Linked DNA regions of Ovis aries: region 2 is linked to region 1. A link is a contact called in public Hi-C data. All regions are on one chromosome and are shown on one strand. Each heading gives the region's core, a stretch centred on a gene start, on an enhancer-like site or on the middle of the called end of the contact. The rest is flanking DNA. Distances are from core to core; before and after follow the strand shown.

Region 1 (6,634 bases), core at 1,530-4,029:
TTCCAATTAGGAGGAAAGTGTTTTTACTTTAACCACCAACTGCTATGGAAAAAAAATTGCTTTCATAAAAATCTTCCTAGATCTGTTACTACTTCTCTGTTGTATTTTTGTGGTTTTTTAAAAAGTTCTGAGATAAATATTATTTATTGCAGTTATCAGACAACGGACAGGTGACATTAAAAAAGAAAATAATTTTTGGAGGAGTAATTCAGAATAGCATGTAGTTGACTACCTGGTATTTATTAACAAGTTTTTTTGAAGTTATTTATTTATTGGAATTTTTTCTTAAAGAAATCTATAATACCTGTTTATATCAACTGTATTTAAGTACAGTGGAGAACACTGGGATGTCACAATTACCTTAATACTTTTTACCCTTACCAAGATTATTTCCTACACAAAATAAATATTCTGCATTCCGAAGAGGGACATACAGATTCTGTATGAAATAGCATGGTTAAGTTGTGAATATACTTAACCGTAACTTTGAAAAAGCTTGTGAAAGTATTTATATGTTTACAATTTTAATATAAAATTTCATGGGAACACAGTCCTTTTGGGATCCAGTCAGAAAGCTGCTAACGGAGACATACAAATGTGGGCTGGTGAACAACTGTATACAGATTTAAGCCAACAGGGTATGTACACTGGTTCTTCCCAAAAAGTTATGGAAATGAAAACACTACAGAGTAAGCTAAAGCAAGCAGCTTTTGAGGAATGAGCCAAATTTTTAGGCTTTCCAATAACAAAGAAAACACTGAATCTTTCTCTCTTTGCCTTACTAGGCTGCTGCTGCTGCTGCTGCTGCTAAGTCACCTCAGTCGTGTCCAACTCTGTGCGACCCCACAGACAGCAGCCCTCCAGGCTCCTCTGTCCCTGGGATTCTCCAGGCAAGAATACTGGAGTGGGTTGCCATGTCCTTCTCCAGGTGCCTTACTAGGCAGGAGAGGGAATAAATCAACAGTAAGCAAAGATACCAAGTAGAGGACTTCTATTTTACAAGCTGTTACTGGTATCTACTCTAAATATTATTTAACATGTGCTATTTTAAGATAGCTGTTTTAATTTTTTTAAGTCTGTGTATGGTTTTTCAGTGTATGCACACCACTTTATTTTTGCAAAAAGAGAAGTTATTTTAAAAGTTAAAAAAATTTTAAAGTTATTTGAGTAAAAGGAAGAAAGCAAACTTAAAAAAGCAGCAGAATAAAGAATGAAAATTCATACACATTAAGCAGAAAGTGTATTTTAGCTTCAGGCAAAGTACCACCATGCTTTGAAGTCTGAATTATGTGCTTAGGCAGTCAAGTAAAAATTGCAGGGACAATGTTTTGAGAAACAAATAAACTCCTCTGAAGCATGAAATTTTCAAAACTCAAATCAAGATCCCTTTTCAGTTCCAGATTAAAGGAAGAGGCATGATTAAATGCAATGCACCATCACAGGTGGGCTGGTGTGGGTGGGGAAGAATTGCCTTAATGGATATTATTGAGCTAACTGGCTAAAATTGAATATTGTTTGTTGTGTATTCGTCTGGTGTCAATACAGAATTTCCTGAATCTGATCACTGTACTGTGGTTATGTAAGAGAATGTCCTCGTTCTTAGGAAATATGGGTAAAAGGTTGACTGTCTGCAACTTAATCTCAAATTGTTGGGGGCAGGGGATTAATCAAGCAAGATGTGGCAAGATGCTAACAACTGGGGAATTTTGGTGAAAAGCACACGGGAATTCTTTGTATTATTCTTGATTTTCAAAATTAAAAATTCAAATATAAATCAACTATACTCCAATAAAAAATTTTAAAATAAAGTTAGCCAGTAAGAAAAAAAAAAAAAAACACAACATACCTTTTCAGAGCTTCTCTCATCCATCTCTATCTAATGTAAAGAAATTCTTCTACCTACAAACTTTCACCTTAAGAACTTTGTAAGCACAAAATAACCTTACAAAACCTCACCAGCATCTTCCTCCAGTAGGTGGCAATGAACAGTAGTTTCTGAACCTAGCTTCCCAGTAGAATCAGCTGGAGGCTTTGAAAAAAACAATTAAAAAAAAAAAAGTCCTGGGATCCACCCATACGACCCCTTAAATCAGATTATCTGGAGCCCAGCTCAGAGGTGATTCTAGATGCAGCCAGGGTGGAAAACATCTGCAATAAATGATATACTACTACAGGTCTCTACTTAGACTGGAAAGGTGGATTTTAACTCCAAACTGACCCCATTGAAAAGTCCTTTACTCATGAACTGGCTGCTTACCAACTTACACATGGGGTATGTATGTCAAGATTGGTTCTTCCCAAAGAGTAATGGAAATGCAAACACTGCAGAGTAAGCTAAAGCAAGCAGCTTTTGAGGAATGAGCCAAATTTTTAGGCTTCCCAATGACAAAGAAAACACTGAATCTTTCTCTTTGCCTTACTAGGCTAGGAGATGCAATAATTCAACAGTAAGCAAAGATACTGATTGCAGGACTTGGGCAGGATCAGCCCTTCAGAAAGTAGGCAAATCAAGTAGGCAATCTGATGCTCCAGTGAGGAGTTACGGATCTCTAAAATTAGCTTCCCACTCCAGCTTTGGGGAGACTCTTGCCCTAACTTGGTATTAATATTCCTAGGATAGATAAAGAATTGCCGGGGAAGTGCACTGGTGTCCTGCCTCCGGAGCACCTCTGTACCCAGATTTTCAACGAAGGGGCAGTGGTTCGGCTGGGTGAGGCAGTCACTCGCTGGGTGTGCCTGTCCAGTCTTGTTCTTCAGGGCCACCAGCAGAGGGAGCTGCACACCCAGCCAATGGATGCAAACTAAGAGCTAGGACGTAGAAACAGGTGGAAATGCTGAATCACCCCGCTGAGTAAGGCTACAAAGACCTCACCTGTCTGTCCTTTCTTGATCCGGTTCCTTTTCTGTATTCCTCACTGGACTGTGAGCTCTGACTGTGTCTTATTGACCTTCTGTCTGCAGAGTCTCCCACAGTGTCTGACACACAGTAAGTGCTTGGCAATATTATCTATTGATGTTGTTTTGGGCATCTGACAAACGAATATTCACCAGACTGGCCACATGTTAGCCAGCTAGTATTCTCTGGACCAACGAGACATTGTATTTAACGTTCCTTCCTTCATGGAGATCCCTGTATTTGGTCCTGAAAAAACCCATCCTCCATCTCCCCTAAGTGCCTGGCCACCCCTAATCAGGGGTGAGCTTGAGAGTCCCTAGGCCCAGACAGTGGGATGGGAGACTCACGCTCCACTAGGAACAAGGGGCTGGAACTTCCACTGCTCCTCCTCGCAGTCTAGGAAAAGCCGGTTCATGATCTTGTTCTTCTCCTCTGGGGGGATGAAGTTCTCGATGATCAGGTACCTGGGAGCAGGAATGAGGTAGAGATGGGGGTTTGGGGAGTGAGACCACGCAGTGTAGGTGAAGGTTGCAAGAGAAGAGACAAGCAAGATACAAAGAGGCAGAGGGAACAGAGAAAATGGAAAAACCAAAAAGTCGGGGGGAGGGGGTCCCTAGAGAAACAATGGAGCCTGGAAATCACAGTTTCTCAAGCAAAGATTATAGACTCAGGGCCTTAGGAGTTACTTCTGGGCAACACCCAGCATGCACTTTACAAGGTTCATCTAATGCAGGCAGAGGACAGAAAGGAGAAAACAGGAGGTAGAAGATACTCCAATGGGTCCCTCCCCCTTTCATTCCTTCCATTCCTATGGGTCATGGACATGGGTGAGGAGACAGAACTGAAGCCTTCAGGAAAGAGAGGAGCCTGTCAGGGAGAGGCCCGGAGCCTGAGAGATGGCTGTGCGGGCCCCCGCTGGGAAGAGAAGGGGCCCTACTTGAGCTTGAGTTCCCGGGTCTGCTCATTCTGCGCCTCCTCCAGGTCCTGCCGCACGCGGATGTACTCGTCGTGCTGGTCCTGGATCTCCGCCTTCACCGCCTGCAGCTTGGCGTAGAGCTGGCGAGGGAAGGTGCAGCTCAGAGGCAGTACGGAGTGGCACCCAACGAGGCTCGACTCCCCCAGCCTGCAGGCTCAGGGTCCATCAGCTCAGTCCAGGATGAGGCCAGGGTCCCCGTGTGAATGTCCCTCCATCCATCAGGTCGGGCTATTTTAAGGGCTGCCTCGTCCCTCCTACACCGCTCACTCTCAGCTGCTGTCCACATCGTACAATGCTCAAGTTTGATGGGACCTGGGGAATCTTCCGGTCCAACACCCTCTTTTTATAGATAGGAAACTCAGGCACAGGTTTGCTCAAGGTCACACACAAGGTGCAGAAGAGCCTGAATCAGGACCTGAGTATCAGGACTACTGGTCCAGGGTTCAGGGGAGCCTCAGCCAGTTTGCAAGGTGGCCTATCCCACTCCAGCCTCTCCAGTGGCTCTCAAAAGGAGGGGTGTGGGGAGGGCAACCCCGACCCCACTGTCTGTCCCATTCCTAACACACCGCGAGGTATGGAAACTGGAAACTGCCGCTGGAGCTGGGCCTCTGCCGGGCCTGCTCTGGAGCAGCCACCTCAGCAATGTAAGGGCTTTCCAGGCTCTTCCAGAATCCAGGCTGGAATCTGTGGCTTCCTGCCTTAGGCCCTCAGCTCATGCGCCTGCCATTCCCTGGCCATGGACCTCACAGGGGCCTGGTGGCCAATACTCTCATCTCTGGAGGGCCTTGTGCTTCCTCTCTGAGCTCTCCCAGGCTCAAGTCTCCACTCCCCTGGCCTGCTCAGTGCCTGACTATCCAAACAGTGACTCACTGGTGACACTGCAGGACAGGGGCAAGTGACCCAGGACGAGAGCAGCAAACCTGCAGAGCGGAAGTGAAAGCATTCCCAACCTCTCAGGCCCCTCTTGAAGCAAGAGAAAAGGTTCTATTCCACCCAGACCCCTGCATCCCCTGGCTCCTCACCTCAGTACCCAGGCAACGTAACTCAAGGGGTCAGCGGTCAAGCAAAGTGGGGAGGGGTCGCTAAAGCACAACCTGCCTTAGGCAGGTGACTGCCAGGCCCTCACACACACCCAGACCCAGGGTCCTGCTGTGCCAACTTACCTTCTTGAGTTTCTTGGTTTTGACCTCCACCTCCTGCTGCAGGGACGTGTAGGTGCCCCGGAGCTCCATGGTCTCCTCGTCCCGGAGCATCATCTCTTGCTGCATTTCCCGCTCACGGCGTTTCTAGGTCGGGGCAGGGGACAGGGCTCAGAGGAGCAGCACATACCGGCAAGACCCAAGGGAGCTCTGCCTGTCATGGAACCTGGCTCCGTCGTGGCCACAGGAGCCAGGAGGACACAGAGAGGTTCTCACAGCCCAGGTCCATCGCTCCCACCCCATCCTCAGTGGAGGCCTCTCTGGACCTTCTTCCCAGTTCACAGGGCCACGCTTTTGCAGGCACTGCCCCACATGGAAGGAGACCCCGCCCCTAACCGCTGGGGCTTCCAGGGCCGTCAACCACATCCACTGATGCCCAGGTACTGGCTTTTCAGCTGTCTCAGCCTCTCCTGTGTAGTATCACAGCTGATGGGTAAGACCAACAAACTGTGGTTCTTGATGCTTTCGGAAACAGTTGGTGAAGAACTCACACCTTTGTGGGAGGTTTGGGAATTAGGATCGGGTGCCCTGTAGAAGCTGACATCATAGAGAGCCAGCACCTGGGCGGGTGGACCCATAGGATGCACAGAGTTAGGTTTTCAGCCCTGTAATTCCAGGGACCCTGAGTTCATGATGACTCACTGCCTTCAGCCCCCCAGACCTGACCTCAAGGCCATGCACCACCCCCCAGGGACCTGAAGCCCCCAGCCCCACCTGCTCGGCAATCTCCTGCCTCTTTAGTTCGAGCATCTTCTGCTGCTCATTGGTGTGATCCATGATGTTCCTGCCCCCGATGAGCAGCTTGCTCTCCATGGCCTGGGGACACAGAGGGGTAAAGAGATGGGTTTTCAAAGGGCCAGAGCAGCCCCAGCTTGAGAGGTTTGGCTTCCCTGCCCTTCAGGGCGAGAACAGAAGATATGTCCCAGATGGGGGCTCATGACCCTCACCAAGAAGGAAGTTTTCCCCTCTAGCCTCGTGGGCCCCAGCACAAGGCTCCCACTGTAAGCAAGACCATTAGGTGAGACAAGGCAGGGAAGCCCTCAGAGAATACAGGGCACCTGATCTGTTTGCTTTGGATACGGATGGAAGGCTGGTTCATCATGCCCGGGGAAGGGAATGCGGGCGGCAATCTAATCCTGGCAACCAGGACCAGCTGGTGTTCAGGAGGCAGGGAGATGCAGGATACAGTCTCTGAGCAGCCTGGCCCTTTAGCTAACTGGCTCCTGACTCAGGAAGGGGGCTTTCATTCAGGCAGCAGGAAAGGGTCTGCTCTTCAGCTGGAAAACAGAAGAAAAGACACAGGGAGAAGACTCCCCAGCACTGAAGGGCATTTGGGGCCCCAGAAGCAGCCGGCGTTTGGAGATGGCCAGAAAGACTTGAGCTCCACCCACTCACTGCAAGGTCTCAGCCCAATTACCCTTCATCTCTCACATCTGTAACCCTGGGGCCACCCCTGCTCTGAGAAAGACAGCCAGCAGACATCCGCTGAGCGTTACTGGCCAGGTGCCTCCAACTTTACCCTCAGAGAGACCTCAATCAATAAGGAGGGCAGCTAAGAGCAAC
Region 2 (6,634 bases), core at 2,275-4,774, 130 kb after region 1:
AAGTCATCAGTTGATAACATATACTTGATAATTTTGTGATATTTTGCTTCTTTTTTAGATTGCAAGAGAGCATGGTATTAGATTTTTTGAGACTAGTGCAAAAGCAAATATAAACATCGAAAAGGCATTTCTCACATTAGCTGAAGATATCCTTCGAAAGGTAAATTTCTTTCTTTTCTGTTTTTTTACTGCTAAGGGGTCGGGTGTCAACAGTTGAACATTTTCCTGTTTTCTAAAGTACTAGATTTACATAAAAAAATCGGATTTGCGTACATTTGGATGGGTCACCAGTATCTAATCCTCCAGAGAGCAGAGAGCAGTATAGAAATCTCAGTCTCTAATTCCCAATTTCATACTCCTTTTTCCAGCTTTTTGTTTGGTCCATGGTCTTGTGGCTCTTTTTGATTAATTTCTCTTATATAACCTTTGCCTTCTCATAAATAATTTTTTAAAATTCAAGAGGTGAATCTATTCTGTACTTAATTGCTACAGAATCTCTATTCCTTTATATAGTCATTTCTCAGATGTGCCAGTGAAGGGGATGTATATACTATATACTGAATAGAGTAAGTCTATACCCAAATTGAAAGCAGGAGGAGAAGGGGACAATAGAGGATGAGATGTTTGGATGGCATCACTGACTTGATGGACATGAGTTTGAGCAAGCTCTGGGACTTGGTGATGAATAGGGAAGCCTGGCGTGCTGCAGTCCATGGGGTTGCAAAGAGTCAGACACGACTGAGTAACTGAACTGAACTGATAACCAAGTTTCATTTACCCAATCATTTCAACCTGTGAGTTTTTTAAAAGAAAATGCTGAAAATTGATCTCAGGGAATTCATTTTACCTCACGGTTAGTTTCTGGGTTTAATTTGTGAATTGCATAAGTTGGCAGTACAAATAACTTGTAGCAAAATTGGGAAATCAAATATTTATATTTTCCCTCAAATGACTAGGTAAAATACACAGATTTGATATGAGTCCTGAATTCTCTATTAGTCTTCCGGTATATTTAAATGTACACAAAATAGAGAAAATCTGATACAGTCCTGAAGGAGAAGCAAACATTATATAGGAGAAAAGGAGAAAATTTAATTGCTTCTGGTAACCTTTCTGTTTTTATACTTGAAATATCAATATCTGCCCCCACCCCAAATAAACCCACCGCCTAAGGGTTGCTACTGTTAAAATTTTGGCATCTCTTATTTTGATCTTTTCCTGTATCGGCCTTTAACATGAATTATTCAACTTTGCATTCTGCCCCACTGTATTTCCTTCATTTAATGTTAGTGTATCATCATAAAATTGCCTTTTTAAAACAACGCTATGGTAATACAAGCTCCAGTCTCAAAAGGCAAGTAAAACAAAACAGAAAAGGGTTATTTCACCTCTCTGAAGTTAGACATGATTCAGCATTAGTCTCATCATATGCATGAATGCATATGCATTTTTTTTTTTTAAGTACTAAGTACTCAGGGCTCAGATCTAAGAGATAACATACCACTCATCACAAGGGGTAGGGCGGAGGAGATTTCAGAAGTTCTACAAAAGGAAGCCAGGAGGCCTGTGGACATTTCACAATTGGAAGAGAACAAAATGAAGGTCAAAAACAAAGCTTCCATTTCTTTACTTTGTGTGGAGAAGAAAACGTATCTCATGTGACTGTAATTGCATTTTGTTACATAAATTAACATTTATGGGAATACTTCTGTTGGATCTTGGTGTATCCATGGCAGTGTTTTTCACGGGTTGCTCTCCTTGTGTGTTTGTTGCAGACCCCTGTAAAAGAGCCCAACAGTGAAAACGTAGATATCAGCAGTGGAGGAGGTGTGACAGGCTGGAAGAGCAAATGCTGCTGAGCGCTCTGCTGTTCCATCAGTTGCCATCCACCACCCTGTTTTCTCTTCTTGCTGCAAAATAAACCACTCTGTCCCATTTTTAACTCTTAAACAGATATTTTTGTTCCTCATCTTAACTCTCTAGTCCACCTGTTTTATTTGTTGTTTCATCTGTGACTGCTTGCTGACTTTATAATTTTCCTCAAACAAAAATTGTATAGAAGAATCATGTCTGTGAGTTCATTTTTAAATGTACTTGCTCAGCTCACCACTGCATTTCAGTTGTATTATAGTCCAATTCTTATCAACATTAAAACCTATAGCAATCATTTCAACTCTATTCTGCAAATTGTATAAGAATAAAAGTTAGAATTAACAATTTTATTTTGTACAACAGTGGAATTTTCTGTCATGGATAAATGTGCTTGAGTCCCTATAATCTATAGACATGTGATAGCAAAAGAAAAAAGCCAGGAAAACATTCATTTTCGCCTTGAATATGTAAATGGGGTTAATTTTGTCCTGTGCCTTATGTGGAAAGGAACTTCTTTGGTTTTTCCTTTTTTTGGGGTTTTGGTGGAAGCATGTGCAGGAGACATATCATCGAAACATAAAGCATTAACATGTTTGTGGTTTGCTTGGCTGTAATTTTCAAAGTAGTTAATTGAGGACAAAGGATAATACAGAAATGATCGCTTTGGTTTGCTGAGTCTCGTTTTAAGTGGCCTTGACATTTAAAACTACTCCTGCCACCAGTTCTTTTCCTCGGCCACTTTCTCCTCCTGTCTCTTCCTGCATGCTGCTTTATTTGCTTCTTCCCCACCACCCTGTGGTGTGAGTTATTTAAAAATGAAAGGGGTAAACTAGTGGGTTTGTGGAGTTTAACATAAAGCACTGATTTAACTTGCTAAGTAAACTGAAAGATAAATCCTAACTGCCTACTATCCAATGTCAGTTAACCATGTCCTCACCTCATTTTCTCACTCCCCTAAAGCTTCTGTCCCGAGTTCCTTCATTTGCTGTTGACTTCACGTTGCTCTTCTCTTTCCCGCTTTGTTCCCTTCCTGTCTCTCTCCATTGAGTTTATGAAATGGAGGAGTTAATTGCATGCACTAGTGTTTGGAGGGTGTTGTGGTTTGTCTTTCTAACTAAGTGTATAGCCTATTCACTTTCTTAGAATAAATATTTTAACCTAAATTTGAATAGTCTCCATTTTGGCAACTCCTCTAGCAGTTTGGTAGCCCAAAATTGTTTTTAAAAAGGTGGGAAGGAGGAGTGAAATTTATTAACATGTTTGCCAAATATATTGAGATTTGGCCTATGAAGAACACTTTTTCAGTGTTAAGTTATCTTTACCTTAAGATTTAGAAGTACTTTAGGCTGTTACTGATTTTAAGTCCTGTCTTCACATCCCTTTGGGAAACTTGTATTACCCTGGATTTGAAAAAAAGAACAACAGAGGCTTTTCATGTAAAGATATGAAACTCTAGGCTCTCTCTTGCCCTGCCATTTTTTCCCCTTCATTTTTCTAGTTTTGCTTTACTGCTTATCATTAGGGTAGGGTAAGTTAAGTTTGCTATGCTGCTAGCATCCTAAGATGATACCTTTGTTGAAATAATTGTGAATAGCATGATTCATTTCTAGCAGAGGCTGAGTTTAGGACAGCAGCTTCCATTGAAAAGTCTTTCTGTGTCGTGGATAGCATTTTAATGACCTCTTGGCTAACGTAAACAACATAGGGACATATCTGCTGTGAACATCCATGAATTTTCAGATTGTGCCCTAAAAGTGATTTCATCTGCCTCACTGGTGGTGGTTGTTAGGTTTTCCCCTCACTTGACTTTATCATTGTTTACTACTAGTAAAAGCAGCATTGCCAAATAATCCCTAATTTTCCACTAAAAATAATAATGAAATAATGTTAAACTTCTCAAAAGTTTTAGGTTAAATCTATTGTTAGATTAATTTTTAATGTGTTTGTTGTTTTTCTTTATCTGGAATGTGGCAGTAGCTTTTTTACTTTTAACCCTCTTTAATCCTTACTCAATTCAGTGACTTAAGGTTTGAGAGCTAAACACTGGGATTTTTGGGTAACAGACTGACAGTTTTGTTGTTTGCAATAAATTATAATCGGCATTGTACATAGAAAGGATATGGCTACCTTTTGTTAAATCTGCACTTTCTAAATATCAAAAAAAAAAAAAGGGAAATGGAGTATAAATCAATTTTTGTATAACCTGTTTGAAACCTGAGTTTTATTTGCTTAATAATAGGGCTTTGCCCCTTTTTCTGTAAGTCTCTTGGGATCCTGTGTAGAAGCTGTTCTCATTAAACACCAAACAGTTAAGTCCATTCTCTGGTACTAGCTACAAATTCGGTTTCATATTCTACTTAACAATTTAAATAAACTGAAATATTTCTAGATGGTCTACTTATGTTCATATAAAAACAAAACTTGATTTCCAACTGCGTGACTTGGTTTTCATTTATTTATGGAGTCTAAGATGGAAGATTCCTTCTGAAAATAGTGCAATAGCAAACTGGATATTAGAGGAACAGAAATAGAGGGGAATAACTTTTCAACTAGGGAAAGCTGGGAAGGCAATTTCAAGAGCTATTGTTGGAAGAAACTGCATTTTAGAAGCAGAATCATGCTGGCGTCGAGACAGACAGAACACACAACTGTAGTCACTTGCCAGCCAACACTACTAGACTGTGCCAACTACAACTGGAGTCAGCTGATTACTCAGGGGCACCAAGGTAAGGCTATCATGCTGAGGAGAAATTCTTGTTTTAGTAGTGACTGTCTTCTTACCTGAAACATGTAAAGTGTTTCCCACTTTTTTTGTGAACCATAAGAAACAACTTTGGCTTTTTGGTGAAAGAAATGTTTGATCCTGTATCGAGCCCTTATTAGTCAATAAATAAAGGTACACATTTGTTGACAAGATTATCTCTGCTGGACGGACATAGCAGAGGTTTTCTTATAACTAGTTTTTGGAAGGATCACCTAGACTGAATTTAAATACTTCCCTGTTTACCTCTCATCAACACAGAATTTTCTGTCTTAAGGTGGAGCCTGTGATTGTGCCTTTGAGATTGGTATAGGGAAAGGACACAGTAGCCTCTGCTGGTAGGTTTACCTTTAAAGCAGAAGGAATTAGTAATCAGGCAGATGTACAAAAGCCAAATAGTTGTGGTTTTAAGTGCTGTGTTAATAGAAGAGCAGATTCAATTGGTGAGAATAGTTGGGACGGTTTTTGAAGGAGGAGGCACTGGAGTTGGGTTCTTAGATACGTGGATTGAATGAATGGGCTAAGGGGAGGGTAAGAAGGGATCACAGGCAAATTAGAAACACGCTTTGCTAGTGTGAGAAACTAGAAATCCAGCTGGACAGTGTGTTAGGGGATGGGGAGTCCCTGTGAGCCCTGCAGTGTGTTTGAGGAAAACAAGTCTTAGATGGGCTGGAAGCAGAGGAACAAGGATTCTAGAGGTCAGATACAAGGTTGCTATTTTAATTCAAATTTGAGTTAAGATCCGACTAAAATGATGGCAGAGGGCAGGCTTAATGTACGGGGGATTATGTGAAGGAGTATTTCTTGCCTACTAGGAAATGGACTAGGTATTTGTGGCACTGTTCTAGGTTCTTTGGGTTGTCATCGACAGCCTGGTGAAGTAGTACCCACTTTACAAAATAAACTGTTTGAGGTAAGTGATTTGCTTAAGGTTGCACAGCTACTTGGTGCTGGAATGGAATTTTGAAACCAAGCTACGGCCCAGCCTACTTTCTTCACCATATCAGTTTCTCAGGATAAGGTCCTAAACTTTCGTTGTTACACTGATTATAATGGGGGTAATAAATACATGCTAGAGCCGGCAGAAAGAATGCCAATGTAGCCTTAATCTTATCGAGTTAATGTAGCCATTTAGCCCGACCTTGGTACCTCTCACAAAGAACAATGCCCTTGAAAAGTGCTTAGTTCAGTTTACTGCTTTTCTTCTTTAAAATCTGTATCACCCCTTATTACCAGCTTGTCCGTTTTGTTTCCTCCTACTTCACACCACCTCTTGGCTGGAAGTAAATGATAATGCAGTTGGTTTTCACAGATATCTTAATTAGCTTTCTGGGGAGATGTACTTTGAAGGGGACTTCTGTTACTTATTAATGGCTGCAGCAGTGAATGGTAGTAATGAAGTAAGTCAAAATATAGGGGAGGAAGGAAAAGGCAGCTGGGTATAGTTTATGCCAGTCTCCTAGGTTGATAGGAGATCAATATGACTCCCTAAGATTAAGAGCCACATAGGGGATATGAGTGCTCCAAGTGAAAGTGTTTTGCTGGGACACTGAAGTCCTAAACTTCCAGCACCAAGACAAAAAGGTAGTGTGTTCCTGCTGCACTTAGTTAAAGAGAGAATAACAGTTACAAAGGAAGAAAATCTGTAGCGCAGAACTCAGGAACTTCTAATATTAAATGTCATTGAACTACAAAGTGGAAAAGGCTCTAATGCAAGTTAAGAGAAACCCAGATATTTATGTATCTTCTGACCAAGAACACAATGCTTTCTATGCTGGGGCCATGTCCTGCACACCCGCCCCCCCCCCCGCCCCCGCCCCAAAAATCAAATCTCCGTCTGATTCTGATCAAACTTACCTAGATCTGACTACCAATTTTATAGGAACTCTGACAGGAATATATTGTTACATCAATCAACAAAATCCAGACTAGTAAATTTTACAGGACAACTGATCCAGTCTCTTCAATTAAGTTTCACTGAGAGGGAGAGAGAGATGGCAA

What was found. A called contact is a pair of places that touch in the nucleus more often than the background predicts.
Region 2: a Hi-C map of hypothalamus shows a contact between it and region 1, with 2.8 times the contacts expected there. The contact joins two enhancer-like sites. A contact is called at or near these places in 7 of 16 Hi-C or Micro-C datasets (blood, hypothalamus, liver and 2 more).

The regions. Positions count from the first base shown.
Region 1 is chr3:33,244,517-33,251,150 of ARS-UI_Ramb_v3.0, forward strand. It overlaps KIF3C (kinesin family member 3C), which reads right to left. Exons shown (of 8, transcript XM_027966582.3): 2 at 5,786-5,887; 3 at 5,036-5,158; 4 at 3,834-3,952; 5 at 3,244-3,360. Among named protein-coding and RNA genes, the nearest start is that of KIF3C, 21 kb to the right of the region's middle. Within about 2 kb of position 2,780, at least 8 of the 54 cell types and tissues checked have an H3K27ac peak or open chromatin away from gene starts, as enhancers often do. A contact at or near this core is called in hypothalamus, where this site is marked.
Region 2 is chr3:33,376,642-33,383,275 of ARS-UI_Ramb_v3.0, forward strand. It overlaps RAB10 (RAB10, member RAS oncogene family), which reads left to right. Exons shown (of 6, transcript NM_001161861.1): 5 at 59-160; 6 at 1,776-2,212. The coding sequence ends at 1,859. Among named protein-coding and RNA genes, the nearest start is that of GAREM2, 24 kb to the right of the region's middle. Within about 2 kb of position 3,525, at least 1 of the 54 cell types and tissues checked has an H3K27ac peak or open chromatin away from gene starts, as enhancers often do. A contact at or near this core is called in hypothalamus, where this site is marked.